Linked DNA regions of Muntiacus reevesi: region 2 is linked to region 1. Evidence: chromatin contacts called from public Hi-C data. All regions are on one chromosome and are shown on one strand. Each heading gives the region's core, a stretch centred on a gene start, on an enhancer-like site or on the middle of the called end of the contact. The rest is flanking DNA. Distances are from core to core; before and after follow the strand shown.

What was found. A called contact is a pair of places that touch in the nucleus more often than the background predicts.
Region 2: a Hi-C map of muscle shows a contact between it and region 1, with 7 times the contacts expected there. The contact joins the promoter of SRRM1 here to the promoter of NIPAL3 in region 1. A contact is called at or near these places in 2 of 3 Hi-C or Micro-C datasets (blood and muscle).

Annotation. Positions count from the first base shown.
Region 1 is chr3:109,346,027-109,352,778 of mMunRee1.1, forward strand. NIPAL3 (NIPA like domain containing 3) reads left to right here and starts at 3,156. Exons shown (of 12, transcript XM_065930065.1): 1 at 3,156-3,292.
Region 2 is chr3:109,558,068-109,564,819 of mMunRee1.1, forward strand. It overlaps SRRM1 (serine and arginine repetitive matrix 1), which reads left to right and starts at 2,710. Exons shown (of 18, transcript XM_065930074.1): 1 at 2,710-2,835; 2 at 5,490-5,579; 3 at 5,878-6,000. The coding sequence starts at 2,815.

The DNA.
Region 1 (6,752 bases), core at 1,906-4,405:
TACCCACTCCAGTATTCTGGCCTGGAGAATTCCATGGACCGAATAGCCCATGGGGTTGTAGAGAGTTGGACATGACTGAGTGACTTTCACTTCACTTCTTCATCTAGAATGAATACAGATGTACTCATAATACAACTCTTTCCATCAGGAGCTACATTCTTTAAAGATTTAACTCACATGACTACAACTATAGGCATGTTTTCATTCTACCATCTCTGTTTAAAAAAAAAACCTTTCTGTCTGAGCCACCAGGGAAGCCCCATTTATCTTATAGTATTACATATTTCATACATTTAAATGTGTATATTACTGTACAAGTATACCAATATATACTACAAGTATATACAATATATACTATTATATATATTGGTACAAGTATGCCAATATATACTTAATATATCATGTATTCTATGACCTTTTATGTAATTTTATGGGGTTTACATGAGTAGTTTTGACTATATGAGATTTTTATTAATTCAGTTATAATGCTATAGTGCATCTTGGAAATATTTTACATTTTTCTAAGCACTCTCAGGTAAATAATACATTTGATATTTTTCTTTAGCTGAGAAAAGCATTTCTAAGAGCTGGAAGAAACTTTAGGAGCTGGCTAGTGCCCGGATTCGATTTCTGGGTCGGGAAGATCCCTTGGAGAAGGAAATGGCAACCCACTCCAGTATTCTTGCCTGGAGGAGTCAATGGACAGAGGAGCCTGGCAGGCTACAGTCCATGGGGTCACAAGAGTCAAACTCTACGTAGCCACTAAACCACCACCACCACCACCACCAGTGATCTCTAGATTCCAATCACACCCTTTCGTTTTACAGATGAGTAAACCAAGGCGCCCAGCAAAGAGGAGGGACGCCCAAGGAGATGGAGTGGACCTGGGATTAGAACTTAGCTATTTGCCGTCCACCTGCTGCCAGATGCCCCCAAATGTTTGTACACTCTGGACTGAGGCGGGTGAATCAGTAGCCCACGCCCCTCACAGGAGCTCCCCGGGGAAGGCATGCCCTGGTTATTATCGCCACTTTTCAGGTGGGGACTCTGAGGGCACACCTCCAGGGAGGGGAACTTCCAACAGCGGTTTCTTCAGGCTCTCGCGGTACCACCTAGCTTGGCATCGGAATCACGCACGCGGCAGGCAGGGATCTCAGTCGGCGTCTAATGCAGTGCGCCGTGTCCTCCTCCCCACGACCCCGGCATTCGCCCCCCAAAAGGGACGGCTTCCTACCTCGTCTGTCCCCCTGGGCTGAATCTGGCCGGCGGCCTCCTTGTCGCTATGGCAACCACAAGCCTAGTGTTCTAGCTTCCACCTCTGCCCGCTTCCTGATGAACTCGAGCCAATGGTGTCCTTCGTTTCTTTAGCGTGAAAAGCTGTTGGCCAAAGATCAGAGGCATTTCAAAAACCCCTGGGAAAAGGCCAGAATTTGGGGGCTCAGGTTAACTACGGCAGGATGGGTGTGGAAACAATACGGGCTTATCTAGACAACCCCCTAAATCTCATGATAGACCCAAAGCCTTAGAATTTTGCTCAAAACCCAGAAACCCTGCTTCAAGGAATAAAGCTAAAAGAACTAACATTCATTGAAGCCCTCTTTATGATAGTCAAAGAAAAAAGACTGATAATGGGCAACAATATACAGGAACAGCCGTGGAGTGTTCCATGGGCAACCAGTGATCTTGTCACTCCCCTACTTAGAACCCTCCAAGGGCTCCCCTTTAAACTTAGGGTGAAATCCAAACATCTTCGTGTCCCCGACCCGGCCCTCTGATCTCAGTTCCTCCCTCCCACACCCCCAATAAAATCTCGCACCTGCCACACTGTCTTTGGGCAGCTGCTACAATTCTGTCAACCTCGATCCGCTGTCGGGCGTTCTCTCTGAGCTCACTCGGTGTCAGCGTCTGCACCACAACTGCCCCTTTCTCACGGTCGAGGTCTCTGTCCAAATAGCACGTCTTCATCTGTGAAACAGGCGTGAGCCCAGCGTCTCACTCACTGGGTTGTTGAGAGGATCTGGAATGAAATGTGAAAAAGCGAAGCTCCCTGTACCTGTTAATTATTTTTAAAATACATTTTATTTTTCAAAAAAATAATTTTTAGTTGAAGGATAGTTGCTGTATGTTACAGGTGTGCAATATAGTGATTCACGATTTTTAAAGGCTGTACCCCATTATAGTTCTTATAAAATGTCGGCTAGATTGTTCAATATATTGAACAATATATCAGTTCAATAACAAGGATATATTGTTCAATATATCCTTGAAGCAATTAGAACTATTACAGTGGTACATTACAGAAGCATTTATCAAGTGCTAGGCTTATGGGAGGACTTTAAGTATTGCTATTGGAAGGACTGATGCTGAAGCTGAAGCTCCAATACTTTGGCCACCTGATGCGCAGAGCTGACTCATTTGAAAAGACAGTGATACTGGGAAAGATCGAAGGGGGGGGGCGGGGTGTGGGGGGAGTGGACGACAGAGGATGAGATTGTTGAATGGCATCACCGACTCATCGGACATGAGTTTGAACAGGCTCCAGGAGCTGGTGGTGGACAGGGAGGCCTGGCGTGCTGCAGGCCATGGGGTCGCAAAGAGCCGGACACGACTGAGCGACAGAACTGAACTGAGATGCGAATGTTACCGGGAGGGTGTATTGTGCTGCCAACAGGTGTTCCAGGAGGGCAGGCAAGGAGAGATGTTTTTGGCCTCGTGGCTTTGGGGGGAACCGGGCCTTGAAGGATGTGTAGGATTTGAATACCTGGTGAGATCGTGGGGTGGGGGAACAGAAGGAGCAAAGCCCGGGAGAGGGTTCCGAGGGTAAGGGCGGGGGTGGGGAGGGGGGGAGGACACCCGGGCAGGCTGCCCACCTATAAGGGCAGTTGCAGTAAGCAAGTCACCCGGAGCCTTCCAGACCCAGCCCGACGTCCTCCCTGTGACCGCTAGAGGGGCCACTCTCCCGGTGAGCTCTGGGCTCCAGCGGTGCACCGCCTTCCCAGGGCTCGCCCCCTACGCGTCCAGCGAGCTCCGCGGTCCAGCCAATCAATGCCCGAGGGCTGTCCCGCCCGCCTCCTCCTCGAAGCCACTCGCCGGCGCCAGATGCCCGTCAGCTTTTGACTGACAGGCGGCCTGGCAAATCGAGTCGCGGCCTCGGAAAGCCCAACACGGCAGCCGCTCTGCATCTCTTGAGTCGGGGAAGGAATTTAGGAGGGCTGTATCTCCGGCTTGCTAGAGGAATCCAAGTCGTGTCTCGGAAACCTGTGATCTGTGGGCCTTCTCGGAAACGCCGCCGGTGAGTAGTGATTTAGACTTAAGGCGGGTTTGGGGATGGGTTGAATTCAGCCTTCGGTTTCAGGAAAAGCCAAGGCGTTTGTGATCCTCTGACGTCCCCAGTATACACATCTTCCTTCTTGCTGTCACCAGCCTAGTCAGTTTGGGTCTCGTTGGCTCAGAATGCTGCCTTTTTTTTTTTTTTTTTTTCGCATCGAGGAAAGGGCCATGGGTTTGCCTTAATAAAGGCGATGACAGACTTGACCAAATCAGGAAGTGAAATGGAGTGACTTAGTCAAAATTGTGCCTGTAAACACCGGCTCGGGCTTCCAAGGGATAGCAGATACTGCAGTTAGCAGGTGGATGATGAGGGCTGGGGTAGGGGTGGGGGACGCATTCTTGGTCCGTGCTGGCCACTGGAAGTCATTTCCAGCGCATTGGGTGGGGACGGAAGAGGGTAACCCTTTCGTGAACCAAAGCCCAGGAAAGAGAAAGCGCTTACCCTGTAACTGACACCCAGCAACCAGAAGCTGAACCGGCAGGTGGTGGGAAAGGGCGTGTGTGAATTATTTCTTTCAGTTCAGTTCAGTCGCTCAGTCGTGTCCGACTCTTTGCGACCCCATGAGCCGCAGCACGCCAGGCCTCCCTGTCCATCACCAACTCTCGGAGTTCATCCAAACCCATGTCCATCAGTTGGTGATGCCATGCAACCATCTCATTAGATAGAGACAAATTCTAATACAGACCCTACTCTTAGCAGCCAAGACCGATGGTTCTGTAATCTAGGAAACCTATTTTGTGGGTTGGTGAAATAATTCTCAGATGAGGACTAGGGGGTGGAGTGAAAGCCATCCCTTAGTGGATTTGTCTTTCCCTTTTTGAGTCAGTGACCCCCGTGCTCACGGATGGCTGTGTGGGCCTCAAACTTAAGGGGTGGTGAGCAACACAGAGTTGGTTTGCTTGCCTCTGGGGTACATGTTAGACCTGGAAGAGTGTTTTGCAGTCTGGAAAAGAAAGTCATTAGGCAAAGAATGTGTGCCTTATAAGGGAAGACAACTTACATAGAATTCCTCCAAGACTTTCAGTCCAAAATGCTACCTAACTGAAGGGGGAGTTTTCTATCTCTGTGGGCCCTGATGCCTCAGAGGCCTGGGGGTTCCTGAGGCAGGAGAGGGAGCTGCTTTTTAAAAGATAATTAAATGTGAGCAACCGCAGCCACCACAAAGGAAAGCAAATACAGAAACCCACCTGGAGAGACCAGCTGATCTGAAGGAGGTTAGGAGGCCTGGATTCCCATCACCCCCTTGGCACATCCTGTGGCTTCTCTGACGTGCTGTGGGTGGGGCTGGCTCTGTGGGTTTTATCTCTAGAGTTGCAGTGGGTGAGGCCTGGGTAAGCCATTCCCTTCTCGACTGTGAAGCTGCCCTGGTGTACCGGGTACTTCACTGGCCTGTCTAGAGCCAGTCAGTAGGTATGTATAGAGGTCACCATGCCAGGCTCTAGGCTAGACCTTGGGAGGCAGCAATTGAACAGGGGATTCAGCAAACAGCTTCCCAGAATTTTTGCTTCAGCGCCCCTTCACCTCCAGGCTGAAAGCCTCTAGGAGTGTCTCAGAGGTTGAAGGAGCCACTCTTCCTTTCTAAGGCATAAACGTATGGTGAAGAATAATTATGCTTTTCACAAGATTACAAACATTCATAGGGCTTTACAGTCAGGGACGTCTGGTTATGGGATTTGAGTTATAAGCTTGACTGATAAGTATATTTCAGGTATACACACACACACACACACACACACACACACACTGATTATATAACCTTGTCTAGAGGCAGCAGCAGTCATTTTACTTTGAGGCTCTTTGACAAAGTGAGCCTGGGTTAAATGGTCTTTGTGCTGCCCTTGGCTTGAGCCCTGCATCTAATGTCTCCTAGACACTGAATGCAGTGTTAGTCCTATATCATAGGACTGTGCTGTTCACACCAGGAGCCAGAATTCCTGGACCTGGGGCTAGAAAACAGAGGGAACTGGAGGCTATTGGTAGGATGGTGGTGATTTAGTCACTAAGTCATGCCCAACTCTTTGCAACCCCATGGACTGTAGCCCAAAAGGCTCCTCTGTCCATGGGATTTTCCAGGCAAGAATACTGGAGTGGGTAGCCATAGGAGGCATCTTTCTGATGCCTTGAAGCACGTCAGAAACTTTGTCTGTTTGGAATGTAGTAAACCCTCAAACACTTGTTGCTTGAGACAAAGAAAGGTGTATTCATAAGTAAATTCAATAAACTGGTAAGAATAAAATTAATACTAATTATAACTGACATTCATTGACCACTTGCTGTGACCACATGCATTTTGTATGCATTATTTCACCAAATTCTCACAACATATGGACATGGAATATCCATATTTCATAGCAGGGGAAAGTTGCTGAAAAGTTAAATGACTTGGCCAAGGTGAAACAGATAAGCACGTGACAGGTCAAAAGTAATATAAAATATTTTTATATTAATATAACAGACTTTGTAAGTAGAAAACTAATTTGTATGCTTCTTTTTATTTTTTTTATACATGAACCTCAAAAACACCCTTAGCACTTGTAGGTGTTTTGGCCATGCTCCCCAAAACACTAGGGGTGTACTTTCTCTTTCTTCTTTATTTGGTAGAAAAGCTTGAGATGCCCTGAAAATGTCAGTCCAATGAAGTTAATGGGAATTTCCATCATTGCTGGTTTTACTTGAGGCCATATTATTACCCCTGTTCTACAGATGAGGCAGCTGAGACTCCCAGAGGCAAAAGGCCTCCTGGTCCCGATGTTATATCACCCTAGGCAGACCCTCAGGAGCAGGCCAGTTTGTCCATCTTCCATAGAGATAACTTTTCTTCTCATTCCTTCTTTCTAAGTCAGAATGCAGATGGTTTGTTTTTTTCTGGCAGTGGAACTTTTTTCTTTTCTTTTTTGGAATCCTAGAGAAGCAGATATGGGCAGTGTTCTTTTTATGTAGGGGGACCTATGGAAAGGTAGCATTTAAATTAGGATATGATGGAAGGAGGGCTTCCCTTATGGCTTAGATGGTGAAGAATCTGCCTGCAATACAGGAGACTCCAGTTCGACCCCTAGGTCAGGAAGATCCCCTGAAGAAGGAAATGGCAACCCACTCCAGTATTCTTGCCTGGAGAATTCCATGGACAGAGGAGCCTGGTAGGCTACAGTCCATGGGGTCGCAAAGAGTCGGACATGACTGAGCAACTAATACACACACACACATATGATAGAAGGAAGGAAGTGAAGGAGAAGAGGAAAGGGGATTTTAAAGGACTGGGGAAGATGGTTTTGAGGTAGGTGGGTCATATCTTTATTAAGTGGCCCAAGGCACGATGTAATTTTTTAAATGGCCTCACTTCTCATGGCACTTTGTGTTTTGTCCTAACGGTAATCTCTTCTCAGGTAGCAAATCCGGCTCAATGTTTCACTGTACGTGCATT
Region 2 (6,752 bases), core at 1,460-3,959, 210 kb after region 1:
AGCTCAGCGTGGCTGCAGTTTAGAAGTGAGAGATGGGGAAAGGGAGCTGATTAACCCAGGAGATGAGTCTGGAGAAGGGAGCAGTAAACAAACCGTAAAGGGCTTTGTAAGTCACTGTAGCTAGTTTGGACTTTATCTGGAGAACAACAGAGAAGCCACTGATGAATTTTAAGCAAGGAAGCAAAAGAATCAAGATTATCATCTTAAAAAATCACTCTGGATATAAGATGGAGACATCAAACCCTGAAGGCAGAGAAAATGGTCAATAGGTTAGTGCAATGAGCCAGACAATAACCCAAACTGCCTAAATTAAAGAGGCAATGGAGCTAGAAGGAAGTTGAGGTGAGAAGGCAAGTTTTGATGGTTATAGAGTGTGAAGAGAAGAATGATGACAGGGAGAAAGGTGTGCTCATTAAATAATAAGAAAACAGAGGGTGAGACAAGTACAAGGAAGATGAATTCAGTTTGAGCTACCTACAGACATCAAGCAAATGTCAGCAGGAAGTTGAAAATACAGGTCTGGGGCAGACCTATATCCGAGATACGCAGGTTTGAGAGACAAAAAGGTAATCAAAACCAAGAGAGGACAGATAGGTCAACTTCTTTTTTTGAGAAAAAGAGTTAATGACAGAATCAGAAGGAAAACCAACTTTTACAAGATAGGCAGCAAAAGAACAAAGGCAGTGAAGGAAGCATAAAACAGAATAACTGATCAGAATCACACAGAATAGTAAGACATGCATTGTGATTTCATAGGCCCATCTAGCTAACTGCCTTGTTCTGTGGAAACCAGTCACTTCCCCATCTTTGACCCTCTGACAAAGCTTCTGTTAATTCAACAAAATCAAGCCTATACTATTAACATGTGCCAGACACTGTTCTGCGCCATCAGTGTACCAAAAAGACACACACTTTGACTTTATGCAGCTTACATTCTAGTGTGGGGAACAGACAAAATAAACACACTAAATATAGGTAAACAAATACTAGAAAGTGATATATGCTATGGGGAAAAACAAAGTAGATTAAGAGGTATCCCGTATGCAGAGGGAGTATGTGACTAATTTCCAATGGGGCAGTCATGATAGCCTCATTGAGAAGGTGATGCTTGAGTAAAAATCTTGACATTTGCAAGTAGGTATCTGGGGGGAAGAGCATTCTAGGCAGAAGTTAAAACCAGTGCAAAGATGTTGAGACAGAAGCTAGCTTAAGAAGTTCAAGCACTGAGCTGTTAGGGTACTAGAAGATGAAATCAAAGAAATGAGGAAGTCAGGTGGAAATACCAGGGGCTAATGGGAGGTCTCTGAGCTTAGGACACACTTCTAAGTTTTTCTGTTTTTTTTTTTTTTTTTAATGGGGCCACTCTGACTGCTGTATTCAGAACAGATACTGAGTGCCAAAGGTAGAAGCAGGAAGGCCAGTTAGGCCAGGGCAGAAGCTCAGGCCAAGGATGACGGTGTTTTGAACTAGGATGATAGCAGAGCGAGTTTCTTGATGGTTTGGAAGTGGGATATAGGAGGAAGAGGAATCAAGAACAACACCAGTGTTTGTCTGCAATTAAAACTGCCATCAACCAAGGCAGGGACGACTTCTGGAGGAGAGGGTCGGTTTTTGGTGGAGTGGAGGGTGTTCGAGAGAGAGGAGAAGGAATCAGGAGCTCAGTTCCGGGTCAGGTTAAGTAGGTGATGTCTTTCCAGTGGAAACGTCCAAGAGGACGTTGCCAACACACGTTTGAAGTTTGGGAGAGAAATCTAAGGTGGAAATCTATGAAGCTGCTAGGAGGGAGCTGGTGTTTAAAGCCGTGAGAGTGAATACAGTCTCCAGATGAGTGCTGTGAACAAAAAGCAGCAAAGGGAGGTGAGACTGTGTGTTGGTGGAATGACAAAAGGTGGCCAGAAAAGGATCACATGCTTATCAGAGAAAAAGAGAGAGCGCTTAGAGTAAGTGTAGCAGAAGACACCGATGCTGGAGTCCTCACAGTCGGAGCAGATCGCTGGAGAGGCAGAGCTGGGCCAGCGAGGTCGACGCCCTGGCCTCCGGCCTGGAGACCGGCCGCTTCTCCAATCTGGCCGGCAGGGTCACAGCTTTCCTCAGCTTCCTGCCCGTAAGCGTGGGGACCGGACAGCCGAAATCGAAACTCATCTAAAGGGCAGTTCCAGCCTCTCCCTAAAGCTAAGGAGTTGTACGGAAGGAAACGGGAGCTAGCCGAGGAAGCAGGGCCAGAATGCAAACTTCACTCATACTACGTAGCTCGGCTACTTCAGGGCCGAAGTCAGTAACTGACAAACTCGTAAAACCAACACAATCACAACTTTCATAACGACAGAGGAGGCCGTAGGCTTTTCCTCTGCGCAGCGGCGGCCTCACTAGCGTCACGCTGAGGTAACAGTCTTTTTCTTGAATCGCTCCATGGAACCCCCAAAGCGGGAAGCCTCCCACACTACGGGTAGAAGGATGGGTCAATTCACGGTCGGCGAACGGGGCTAGTTAGGCACCACAAAAGGATTCGCAGGGCAGGGCGAGTCAGTGACTCTCGCACGCTCGCATTGGCTGAGACCGCGAGGCTCTCCTCACGGACCGGCCAATGGGGAGGTTCAGAGCCCTGTAGCAACCCCCACGCCTTACAAAACGCGCGTGCGCGAGTGTGACGGGCGCTCAGCACACTGAGCAGGCGCAGCCTCGTGTCGGCTGGAGGGGCGGGTGTAGCGGCGCGCGCTGCGTCCCGGCGCTCGACTTTCCCTGCCGGTCCCGCCCTCCGTCGCGGCGGCGCGGTGCACCTTGGGATAGGGAGCGATCTCCGAGCGAGGCAGCAAGATGGACGCGGGATTCTTCCGCGTAAGTAGGAACGCGGGGACCTGGGGTGAGGTTGGAGGGGGGGTTATCCGCAAAGCCCGGCAGGACCCCTAAGCTCAGGACGGGGTAGCCGGCGAGCAGAGGCTTCGAAGATTCTGGGGATCCTCGGTGGCAACGGACGCTCCCCCCTGCCCTGCGGCGGGGACCGGTGCGCCCCTGCGCAGTCTCCTCCTCCGGAATCGTCCCCCCTACGCGGCGGCGACGACGGTCGCCGGAAAATGGCGGCGGGAATGGCAGGGAGCGATACCTCGCCTTCCCGGCCTGCCTGACGTGGCCTGCAGACCGAGCCTCGCGTCCCGCCGGGTCCTGGGGCCTAGTGGGCCCGCGAGGAGGAAGTCCCTGGGGGGAGGCGGAGGGAAACCCTGAGGTGACTGGCTGCAGAAGGGTCTTGAGAGACTACGGGTTTGAGGGTACCGCCTCAGGAGAGCGTGGTCCGGAAGCGACGTTGAGCAGCTTTTCTTGAGAAAGCGGGCGCCTATCCCCCCACCCCCACCCCCACCCCGGGTCTAAGCCTTCGGGAAGGCTCCGGGTCAGAGTTCGCGGGAGCTCCCGCCCAATTTGATATCTCTTCAGGGAGGGGAACGCGGATAATTTTGTGTATAGAACGTTTGAATCCGAGACTCTCTGAGCAGAGAGCGCAACAAAAAGTGCGCGTATATGAAGGCGGGGTTATGGAATGGATCTGCTTCTCCTTCCCGCTCACCGTACCCCCACCTCTCCAGTTTGTTTTATTCTTTTGAAAGTCTGCCGGAGGAAAGGTGCATCTAGATTCTCAAGGGTTTGCGGGCCCATCACTTGCCAGCAGGGACGTTACCGCCTCGAAATGGGCCCTCAGGACCCATAATTTATCCAGCGCGTGTTGGAGCTTGTTCATCCCCTTTTTCACTCGTGTAGGAAATGATCACCCAGTGGAGATCTAGATCCTGGTTTGGCTAGTGACACTAAGAGACCTAGAGTTTGCAGGTTCATTTTAATGCTGAACGGACCGTGTAGAGACCAGTTGGTTAAGTCAGAATATAGGTTGGCTCTTTCCACTCCCTGGAGTATGAAATATGCAGCTTGTGTGTGTGTGTGTGTGTGTGTGTTTAAAGGAAAAGTTAAAAGAGGGGAAGACCGGGACTTTAGTAAAGAAAACTCTTGACACTCCAGAACCAGCGTTGAAATTTCTTTTCCACTGACTTTAAATGTGTTAGTTTTTCATTAAATGTTGAAGTGTTATTCCAGGCGTTTGACTTAACACAGCCAGTTATATGACTGTTTTCAGGTTGTGCAAACAGTACTGTAGTTGTTTATGTAATGATAGTTTCGATTGAGTTTATCAAATTTTCACACTGCAAATTGTATCAAAGTATTTTGTAGTAAGTACTATTTCCTGTAGTGTTAATGTAATATTTTAAAACACAAGCCTATTCTTTTGATATTTTCATTATTTCGCATGGAAAGGCATTCCTAAAGGAAAAGAGCAAGACGGTTGATAAATTTACAAATGAGGTTTGCTTTTAGTGTTGGTAAAAATCAGTAAGAAAAGGTTACAATATAATCCTTAGGGGGATTGATTGGACTTAAGCTGAGTTAACAGATTTTAGGACAGATATTCTTTTAGTACACAGCCATTCAGATAGTGAGATAGAAATAGTAGCTTTCATTTGCTGGACTACTGCCATCTGCCAGTTACTTTAAGTATATAATTTCTGGTATACACAGCCTTGCGAGATATTGAATAGATTTTAGCAAGTAAGGAAACATTCTCAGAGAGGTTTAGTAAGTTTGAGGTCATATGACTTAACGTAGTGGCAGAGTTGGGATTCTAATCCACATTCTTTACCTTCCTAAAAGAATTTTCTTGATCACTTTCCAAGGGACAGTGGCCAACTCTGTGAACCATTCGGTAGTTTTCATAGCTCAGCCAGCTATTTCCGTGTTTAATTGGGCCAATAAGAATGACAAAACTCATAGTGATTACTTGATGGCCCAAGTGGTGTTTGATGGCTCTCAATTTTCCAGTTTCTTTGCAGAAATTGAGTTTATTAAAGTAAACCTACTATGTTTTTCATACATCTCAAGTTCTAAAAGTTGTGAAACCTAAGACAGCTTGGTCTCAGGGTGTTCTTTTTCCTTTTCCCCCTGTTTATATGCATTGTTACAATAATTTTGCAAGCATGCTACTGGCTTTCAGAAGAGGATGAAGCTTAATGGTTTTGTTTTAAAAGGATATGTTAATATTTACTATATTTCAGTGTGTTCTCATTTAAAAAAACAAACCAAGGAGAACCTTAAATGTCTTAGCATAGAAAGAGGTGAAAAAGATATACATCAAATGTAACTTGGTAATGGGGGAGGTGTTAGGTTTATGCTATATTCTGTGTATTGTGTTTGACTTGTTATAGTGAGCATATATTTTGTAATTTTTTGTTGTTTTTTTTTTATTTTGTAAGTTTTAAATATAGTCAAATTTTCAAAATGTTAGCTATGTTGGGAAAAGAGTATATACTTTTTACCTGTGAATATTAGCTATGATATTTCTGTTTACTTGATGACCCTATTTCAAAACTGTAAAGGTCATAACCATCATTAGCAGATAAAAAATAGGATTGTAACTTTGAGCTCTTAATTGAAATGTGCTTCTCTTCCTACAGGGAACAAGTGCAGAACAGGATAACCGGTTCAGCAACAAACAGAAGAAGCTACTGAAGCAGCTGAAATTCGCAGAATGCCTAGAAAAAAAGGTATTCTTTTGGTTAAACTGTTCTGCACTTTTACAGCACAGTTGATTCAAACATTTTTGCTGTTTTGGAGCTGGACTGTAACATGACTACTTAGGAAAACATTTATAATTAAACATTTTCCATCTTTTAGCAACAATAGCAAACCCTTGGAGACTGGGACAAGCAAATAAGAAGGAGCTCTTAATAAATTGTATCATGCTAAACCAAAGAGGAACTTTGTTAAATAAAATTCTTATGTGAGCTTTCTTTCAGGATTGTGAAGTTGTACTCAGTAATAATTGCTTGTATCTTTTATCAGGTGGACATGAGCAAAGTAAATTTGGAGGTTATAAAGCCTTGGATAACAAAACGAGTAACAGAAATCCTTGGGTTTGAAGATGATGTTGTGATTGAGTTTATATTCAACCAGCTGGAAGTGAAGGTAATAATATACAGATGGCTCTTATTTCTGAATATGTGACATAATTTTGTGAATCTATGGAAACTGAATTTTTCTATGGAGTACAAATATAGGAGGGTTATTTTACATTGTTTGTTGTGAAAAGAATTCACTTTGTAAACAACTATTAAGGCTGGAAGTTTAGTGAAGGTACATAGTTTTGAAAGCTACACAGGTGAAAAATCAAACTTATTGTTTGTAATTTTGCTGTTACATGTTAAGTTACTTTGACAGCAATTTTCTAATGATAATGTGATTTATGATTTAAAAGGCCTGAACCAAAATGGAAGTTATTCCTTGCGTCTGAAGTATAGCACCATCACCTTATTAGGTCACAGCAGAGTGAGTGTCCCAATGTCGCTCTGACCCAACTCCCTTGATGATGCAGTGTGTGTTTGGAGGTGAGTTGTGTAAAGTGGCCGAACATCAACAACAACAACAACAAAAAAATACAAACAGGAAAGAGCAATGGGTAAATCTGTACACTGCTCTTTAAAAATACTATTATGAGATGGACTTTTATGTGAAGCATGAGGGGCAATTCTGATTTGATTGGATATTGTTTTTAAAATAATCAAGAAACTAAAGTTTTTAGTTGTAGCTGCATGTCAGCTAGTCATCGATTACATTTTAGGCACAGAATTTTTTGTTTTCGTTATAGTTAAACTTCAGACTAAAATAAATTGACAGTATTGTTAGACCCAGTTGATGTAATTGTTCCTTTCTTCATACAT